Linked DNA regions of Mus musculus: regions 1 and 3 are each linked to region 2. Evidence: chromatin contacts called from public HiCAR-type and HiChIP or PLAC-seq data. All regions are on one chromosome and are shown on one strand. The core of a region is the stretch at or near the end of the contact, and the rest is flanking DNA. Distances in the headings are between cores, read along the strand shown.

Region 1 (2,700 bases), core at 147-2,646, 2.4 Mb before region 2:
TCTTCCCACTCAGTTACCAGTGTGACTGAAAAAAGGGACAAGGCAAAGTGGAAAGGAAAGAGCAGAAAAGTGTGTGTGTGTGTGTGTGTGTGTGTGTGTGTGTGTGTGTGTGGACACTGGAAGGCTGCACCCCAGAGGCAGGGGGTCCATGGGATGTCATCCTAAGTTAAACACTCCCAGCACTGTCCTTGGTTCTACTCTGACTTACAGTGTTCTCCAAGTCCAGGCTCGTAGAGGGCCTTAAAGAATCTACCAAATTGTTCAGAAACTATTTCAGATGTGCGTATTTATGCATACATTAGCTACTGTAACAGTTACGCACAGAGTCAAGGCACAGGTCTTGCAAATAATTTATATGTCAACTACACTGATTTAAAGCTCTTTAAGAATTTCATATGCAGCTCCATTCATTATTGAGACACACCTGGAAGCCCCGACTCACCAGGAAATGGGTGAAATGAAAACTGTTAACTATCAAACTCCTCTCAATACAAAGAGTGCTGGGCTCAAAATTATAAAACAAACAAACAAACAGTCTTGCTAGCTCAGATATCAGTCAGGTGGGCAAAATCCAGGGTGGAATCTCCCTCAGACTTAGTAAAAGCCATTCCTTAGTAATAAATGGAAATGAATACATTCCTCTGCAGAAAGATGCATTAATTTTACCTCCTGTACAAGCCATGCATGCTAGTATCAAACTTTTAAAAGGTTAACAATAAAAAATAAACGTTGTTCTCTGAAAAAAAAAAAATCTTTCAACATCCTCCTCCAAACATCTGGTTTGAGTGGAAAGAAAGAAGCCGGAGTAAAAGATAATCTTGAGTAAAATGGTTGCGAGCAAGTGTGCTGCTCAGACCCGGGTGGGACGGACAAGGGCCTAGTTAGGCAAATGATAATCCCAAGTCCTCAGCACCCATCCACCCACAAACCCACCCGCAAGAGGTTTCAAGTCGGCCAGGGTGCTCCGCTCCTTCAGACTGAAAGATAAACACACCCATCAAAAGCCCCGGGCTCGGGAGTTTTCTCGGCAAAGGAGACCCGCAAGACCGTGGCGGGTCCACTGAGAAGCCACAGCCCCTCATTCCCGGCCATGAGTTCGCTCGGGTCAGCCGGTACCGCCCAGCACCCAGCGACAGGTCGCAGTGCAGCCCTCCAGCCCTAGCCCCAGCCCCACTTACTGGCGGCGATCGCGGCCCGGCGGCGCGTGCACCCGAGAGGGCCCGGCAGGCAAGGGCAGTGGGATCCGAGCGGGCGAACCCGGCAAGTCCACACCCGTCAGCGCGTGGCATCCAGCAGGAACCCGCCGCTCCGCGGCCTCCGGCAGCAAAACAAACAAAAGGCAGAGTGGCTTCTAGTGGGGACGACCAGCCGCTTTCCCTGGAAAAGCTGCCCTGCAGCTCCCCTCGCTGGCCCCGCGCGGCCCTGCACCACCGCCATCTCCCGGATGCTCGGCAGAGGGCAGCGTTGAGCTTCTGGGCTGCGGCGAACCCACCCGGGGGAGCCGCAGACTTGCCACTGACAGGCTGATTGACCCCAAAATACTCAAATAAGGGAAGCCCCCGCTTAAAAAAAAAAGTTTCCTGCCTGAATGTAAATCAATGCGACTAAACTGCACAGTCACAATGTTTTAAAACAACACATTTTGGCGTCTGTATTTAACCACAGTAGAAAAAATGATTTCAGCATTATTGCAACGTAAGTTTGAAAGACTGAATGGATAGCTTCCGAAGTGAGAAACCAAGGAGATGCAACACTCCTTTCTATGCAGTGGTAGGAAATCTAACACTGTTTGCAGAGGTTCTCAACCTGTGGTTAACCCTTTTGGGGATTCAAAGGTGGCCTAAGACCATCAGAAGACACAGATATTTACATTATGATTCATAACAGTAGCAAAATTACAGTTATGAAGTAGCAACAAAAATAATTTTAAAGTTGGTGATTACCACAACATGAGGAACTGTATTAGGAAGGCAGAGAACCACTAGAACAAACTCACAACATAAATTATATTGTAAAGCCTGAGTGGTGGTGTACACCTTTAATCACAGCACTTAGGAGGCAGATGCAGTGAATCTATGTGAGTTCTGGGACAGCCTGGTCTACATAGTGAATTCAAGGACAGCTAGGACTATGTAATGAGACCAAGTCTCAAACCTCTCTAAAATAAGTCATACCTACATACATATATACTATTGTGGGACCCACCTTAAATCATCTTAAAGGATAGCTTTGAAGCATTTTGAAAAAAAAAAAAAACAAATTACCACCCGGCTCTGGACTCTATCGTTCCACAGGGTGGTAACCCAAAAGGCTAGTAAAAACAAATTGCTAGGCCCCACACCAGAAGTTCTTGGGGCAGATGCTGCTGGTCTGGAGACCCACATCTTTCTAAATAACACTATTTTGACCAATAAATCAGTAACTCTTTTGAATTTAACTCTTTTTGAATTTAACTCTTCCCAGCCATGCTTGATGGAGTTACACATCCGCAGCCCCTGCGTGTGACAGTGGAAGCAGAAGCGCCAACATGAGCTACAGGAGAGCTGGTCTAACAAATAAGACCGAGTGCCCCCCCACACACACTTGTCATGTCGTTTTCCTTTCATTATTTGCCTCTGAATCCTGAGGACTGCAGGCAGTTTTTCTCAGCCCCTGAATCTAGCAAAGCTCAGATCACTCCTTTTGCTCCACTGTTGAAGA
Region 2 (2,700 bases), core at 183-2,682:
TTGGGGTATGTGCACATGTGTTGCTCACAGAGGCCAGAAGAGGATTGGAGCTGCAATTACAAACAGTTGTGAGCTACATTTATGTAGGTTCTGGGTCCTCTGCAAACCCAATGAACCATTGCTCTAGCCCATGAGTTAATTTTTAAGACTGCAGCATACCAGGATAATGATACTGTGCTACCCACCATTGAGAAAGATCTATTCGTTTTGAAGTAACTGCTAGATTTGAAGTACTCTGTAACAGATTTTAATGTATCAATTTTTAAAAAAGATTCACATGGAAACAAAAGGACTTTTAGATTCTTAACTGAAATACTTGCATGACTATTAAACTCAAAACCTCCAGAAAGGGAAATCTGTTTGTCAGTGGGTTTGTTTGTTTGTTTGTTTTCATGTATTTAAATAAGTAACTTGGTCCATGAGAGGGAGGAGCCAGAAATCAAAGGCCTGATTGTGCTGGATCCTTCTTTGTGGCCATTCTTCAGCTGGGTTCTCAGCAGGCTGCAGTTGAAAGGGAAAGATCCAAGTTCTGCTTAAAAATCAGACTAAAGAGCTTGCTCAGCACCCCGCTCACATTATGCTACTCGCATTCACCACTTAAAAGTCTTTGGATAGTAAATTGTATGCAATGACCTCAGTCTTCCAGGATATTCTCGGATTATAGGAAGCACCCCTCTGACTTGCTTATGAGGAGAGGAGTATTTTTCATGGCTTTCCCTTTTCTTGAAAGACTCTCAGAACATCAAGATCCTCAGGTATAAATTAGACCCGGGGAAGAATGTCACAAAAGCACACTATTTTTCCTACTTGGTTAGAAGAAAGAGAACAAAACTGAATATTTCTGGTGAGGACTCTCGCTCCAAGAGGGACAAACGGGTTGTTTTGTTTTGTTTTGTTTTGTTTCCTTCTCTAACTATGTGAGAGTGAAGTTTTATGCACAATGTATTTGAAATAATATTCGTGCGCTTTCCTAATCAAAAGGCTCCTGTGGAGCTGAGATGCAAGAGCATCAAAAGACTGTCAACACAGATCAATAAAGGCAGGTCTTTATAAGGTTTGATAGAATTATATCTTTTGTTTATAACAGAATTTTGATTATAGTAGAATATAAAGGTATAACAGAATTTTGAGTATAGCAGGAAGGGATTTTGGAGTAGAGACTGCAGAAGAATAACAATCAAAATTAGACAAAGATTACCCATGTCTCCTTGACAAGTTCACGGGTAGAGAGGGCATTTAACCCTTGAGGTACAGCAACCATGCCTATCGTCCAGCAATCCTGCAATCCGGCCCGACTCCGACGTAGAAACATACCCAAGACTGCGGCAAGGAAAATACGCGAGCAAGCCTGTCTCCCCTCCCCCGCTCCGTTCCCGCGGGATTGGAGTAGCGCTGGGTCGCTGACGCCATCCTCACGCCTCTGGTTTGCATGGAGCATGCGCCTCCTCCTCATTTCCTCTCCTGGAGCTAGTGGAGTAAAGCTACGCCCAGGCCCGCGTCCGCTGGCGGCGCAGGAACTTCAGCACCCGCGGGGCGGACAGCGCCTACCGCACCTGCTCACCTGCTCTGGGCGCCAGAAGAGCCTGCATCCTCCTTCCAGCCCGGAGCAACTGCGCCGGAGGCGCCCAGACCCTCTCCCTTCCCGCACCCAGGCTCCTGTCCCTTCCAGCTTCTTAACTCCCCTTCTCATTCATAACAAAAGCTACAGCTCAGGGGCCCAGCGCCAAGCTCTTTCCAGCAAAGCACAGAAGAGCAAGAAAGAATGGGGTTCCTTTGGACCGGCTCTTGGATACTGGTGTTGGTGCTCAACAGCGGCCCAATTCAAGCTTTCCCCAAACCCGAAGGCAGCCAAGGTATGTGGACATTGCTCTGCTTTAGAGTTCTCTTTCATTTGGCCCAGCCAAGATAAAGCTTGATGTGACCCGTGAGCTCTAAATCGCCCTGCCTAGTTTTTCTCAGCAGATCTCGTATCGTGCATATTGACAGAATATACACGGTTTTGACTTCAGAGAACGAAGATGGATTTTTCTTTCTCCTTTACTTTTAAAATAATAGAGCGATAACATGGTCTTATTTTGAAAAGGGGAGCGAGTACCTGTGCTTAAAGTGGCTAGGATTTTTTTTTTTTTTTTTTGCTCATTACACATGCAGGATATGATGATCTCTTTTAATGTACCAGCAATGATAATCCAAATAGTATGTTTCCAATTGAAAAGAGCTAATAAGCTAAGAATTAGAACTATATGTTAAATTTCTGATCAGAAAATAAAAGTGTGATTGCATTTAATTCAGGATATGCAATAATATAATAAGCATACCAACTTTGGAACTCACCATGTATACAATTGATAATCTTTGCTACTATAAATTTTATTTTATAACATTCAGAATTATTTCTCCAAAAAATCTTTTTTCATTGTGTTTTTTATTTTAATAGGAAACATATTTGACCACCCAAATGCACAATTAAATTTATATTTATGTGTATTTATTCTAGACAAATCCCTGCATAATAGAGAATTAAGTGCAGAAAGACCTTTGAATGAACAGGTAGGTCAGATGTAAAATTATAACTCCTATGTTATCTTATTCACTGTTGTCACTTACTGTAGTTTCCTTGTGATATTTTAGCCATTTTACATTTATAAACTCCAAGACATTAATAATAAATTGACAAAAACTAAGATGATAAATCTGGTT
Region 3 (2,700 bases), core at 153-2,652, 2.5 Mb before region 2:
ATTCATAGTGTAAAGTCTACAGACCTTGTTTAGAGCAGCACCGAGACACATTAGTAAAAACTCCGCATGAGACAGACTGCTTTGAGGATAAAGCCTTGCAGATTTTTTGGTGGGTGTGATAACCTTTACCCGTTGGAAATAAATACCAAATCGTGGCACTCCCATATGAAACTATGTTAGGAGGAAAGACTCCCACAAACCAAGAGGAGGCAGGAGACATACCAAGCACACCCTAAAGCTGCACACATCCGGGTAAGGGCTGCACACAGAGTTATGCAATGTTTTGTTTGCTTGTATCTGAAAATCTCCACAGGAAGCTGAAGAATAGAACAAAAGCAAAACTTGCACTCGCAGGCCAGGAAACAAGGCTTCCAACCGTGCAACGCAGGTACAGAAAATTCACCTAGAGGGTGTATAATCAATAAAACTGACAAAATTTACATTACTTCCCTTTGTCCTTATTACCTGTTATCCCTCGTAGAAACCAAGGGTAACTTAAAAGGGGTAATGAATCCCGTTAATTACATCTTAGTTCAAAGAAAAGTCCCTAACAGGAAGGATCTTATGGCTGACCCGGACCAGTAGTGATGCGAAGAGAAGGCGTATTGTCTGGCTAATTTGTGAAAATACGGTGGGCTGGGTACAGCTCCAGCGGCAGCTAATGCCCGTCTCACGAACTCCATGCGACCTCTACTGTTAGGACAGTGGAGCTTGTGCCTCGACGTCACGATGGCTTTCGGCCTTTCTGGAAAACAAACGAACCAAACTAAACCAAAAACCAAACAACAAACCGAACAAACAAAAAACCCGAACGCAGTACAGAGCGGTAAAGCAAAGTCCTATCTTCATCCCAATTTTCTGGACATAACTGAATGTTCAGGATTTGGGAGGAGTGTTTTATTATTGTTGTTGCGTTTTCCCTCGCGCATTAAAAAGATGCCACCATTTTAACACGTGAAAGAAAGGACAGAACCCTTAGCCTTGGTTTTCAGTGTGTCACTTTCACATTCCGATTCAGGGAAGCTGGGGGGCATTCGTTGTAAAGGTATTAGCCTAGCAGTGCACATTATAAAGTTCTTGGACTTTGAGAAACTCAGGATTTTCCAAATTTAGCTACAAAGGGCACGGGAAGCCAACGGAGGGCCGGGTGCATCACACTGTTCTAGGAATTAGCTTTTTACTCGCTTCGGTGTGTCACTTCGGCCACAGAGGGAGACAGACGATTACGGCCCACGGAAGGCCGCGTGAGTCTCGTGAAGCTGGAGATGCGCTGGGTCTACCTTTCGCCGTCCGCTCCGCCTTGGCAGAGGCGCCGACACGCACCGAAGGCAGAGAACCCATCTCGTATGGGACCGCACCGGACACGGGCGCCTGGGCCAGGAGCAGAGCCGGGCCGTAGAATAGACATGGCCGTCGGGGGCGGGGCTTCGGAAGGTTTAACCAATCCAAACTGTTGTATTTTGCATAGCCCCAAAGCATTTTGGTTAACAGTAAAAACATCCTAAATTTAAGTATTTTAATTTAAACTTAGAACGAAGCGAGTATAAAAAGGATTATTTAACCCTAAAACGGATTCAGGATTTGTTATAATATCAAGTACAGTCGGCTACATAAGGTCACCACATGTGTAAAGTTACAAAATTCTATGGCCTTATATACCTACCAAGAGCCTGCTTACTCTCGGATGTGAGGGCGATCTGGCTGCGACATCTGTCACCCCATTGATCGCCAGGGTTGATTCGGCTGATCTGGCTGGCTAGGCGGGTGTCCCCTTCCTCCCTCACCGCTCCATGTGCGTCCCTCCCGAAGCTGCGCGCTCGGTCGAAGAGGACGACCTTCCCCGAATAGAGGAGGACCGGTCTTCGGTCAAGGGTATACGAGTAGCTGCGCTCCCCTGCTAGAACCTCCAAACAAGCTCTCAAGGTCCATTGTAGGAGAACGTAGGGTAGTCAAGCTTCCAAGACTCCAGACACATCCAAATGAGGCGCTGCATGTGGCAGTCTGCCTTTCTTTTGTAGTTCCTGCAATTTAATTTTCGTTTAAAACTTTATTTTATTCTTTAACTTAAAAAAAATATATATTTTTATTTTTTTAATTGGGTATTTATTTCATTTACATTTCCAATGCTATCCTATCCCAAAAGTCCCCCACACGCTTTCCCACCCACTCCCACTTCTTGGCCCTGTCATTCCCCTGTACTGAGGCATATAAAGTTTGCACGACCAAAGGGCCTCTCTTTCCACTGATGGCCGACTATGCAGCTAGAGACAGGAAAAAAATTTTTTTTTAATTAAAAATTTTTTAAATCTTTAAAAATTCTGTTATGTTAATAGATGTAAATAGAGATGTAAATATGTTTAAAAGGTGTGTGTGTGAGAGAGAGAGAGAGAATATGAGTTCAGGTGAAGGTTCCAAGCAGTCGTAACAAAGATTCTGTCTGGGAACAGTTCTACCCCACCTCTCTCTTTCTTCCTTCCTTCCTTCCTTCCTTCCTTCCTTCCTTCCTTCCTTCTTCCTTCCTCTCTCTCTCTCTCTCTCTCTCTCTTGTTTTAAACATTTATTTAGTTACTTGTTTGTTTGTTTCAGGTTTCCTCTGTGTGGCCCTAGCTGTTCAGGGACTTTCTCTGTAGACCAGGGTAGCATTGAATTTAGAGATCTGCCTGCCTCCCAAACTCTGGAAATAAGAGCATGAGCCTATTT

The links. HiCAR-type assays count read pairs that join an accessible place to other places. HiChIP or PLAC-seq counts read pairs in DNA pulled down with a chosen protein or histone mark.
Region 1: a contact with region 2 is called in an H3K4me3 HiChIP or PLAC-seq map of embryonic forebrain, with 13 times the contacts expected there. The contact joins the promoter of Cilk1 here to the promoter of Scg3 in region 2. A contact is called at or near these places in 1 of 39 promoter capture datasets (hippocampal neurons) and 3 of 115 datasets of contacts at active chromatin or transcription factors (astrocytes, embryonic forebrain and forebrain).
Region 3: a contact with region 2 is called in a HiCAR-type map of astrocytes, with 3 times the contacts expected there. The contact joins the promoter of C920006O11Rik here to the promoter of Scg3 in region 2. A contact is called at or near these places in 1 of 39 promoter capture datasets (hippocampal neurons) and 1 of 115 datasets of contacts at active chromatin or transcription factors (astrocytes).

The regions. Positions count from the first base shown.
Region 1 is chr9:78,111,934-78,114,633 of GRCm38.p6, reverse strand. Cilk1 (ciliogenesis associated kinase 1) reads right to left here and starts at 1,396. Exons shown (of 14, transcript NM_019987.2): 1 at 1,179-1,396.
Region 2 is chr9:75,682,788-75,685,487 of GRCm38.p6, reverse strand. It overlaps Scg3 (secretogranin III), which reads left to right and starts at 1,432. Exons shown (of 12, transcript NM_009130.3): 1 at 1,432-1,853; 2 at 2,498-2,550. The coding sequence starts at 1,763.
Region 3 is chr9:78,174,616-78,177,315 of GRCm38.p6, reverse strand. It overlaps C920006O11Rik (RIKEN cDNA C920006O11 gene), which reads right to left and starts at 1,402. Exons shown (of 4, transcript NR_040401.1): 1 at 1,281-1,402; 2 at 574-745; 3 at 223-317. Rn7sk (RNA, 7SK, nuclear) reads left to right here and starts at 1,683; the gene lies at 1,683-2,014.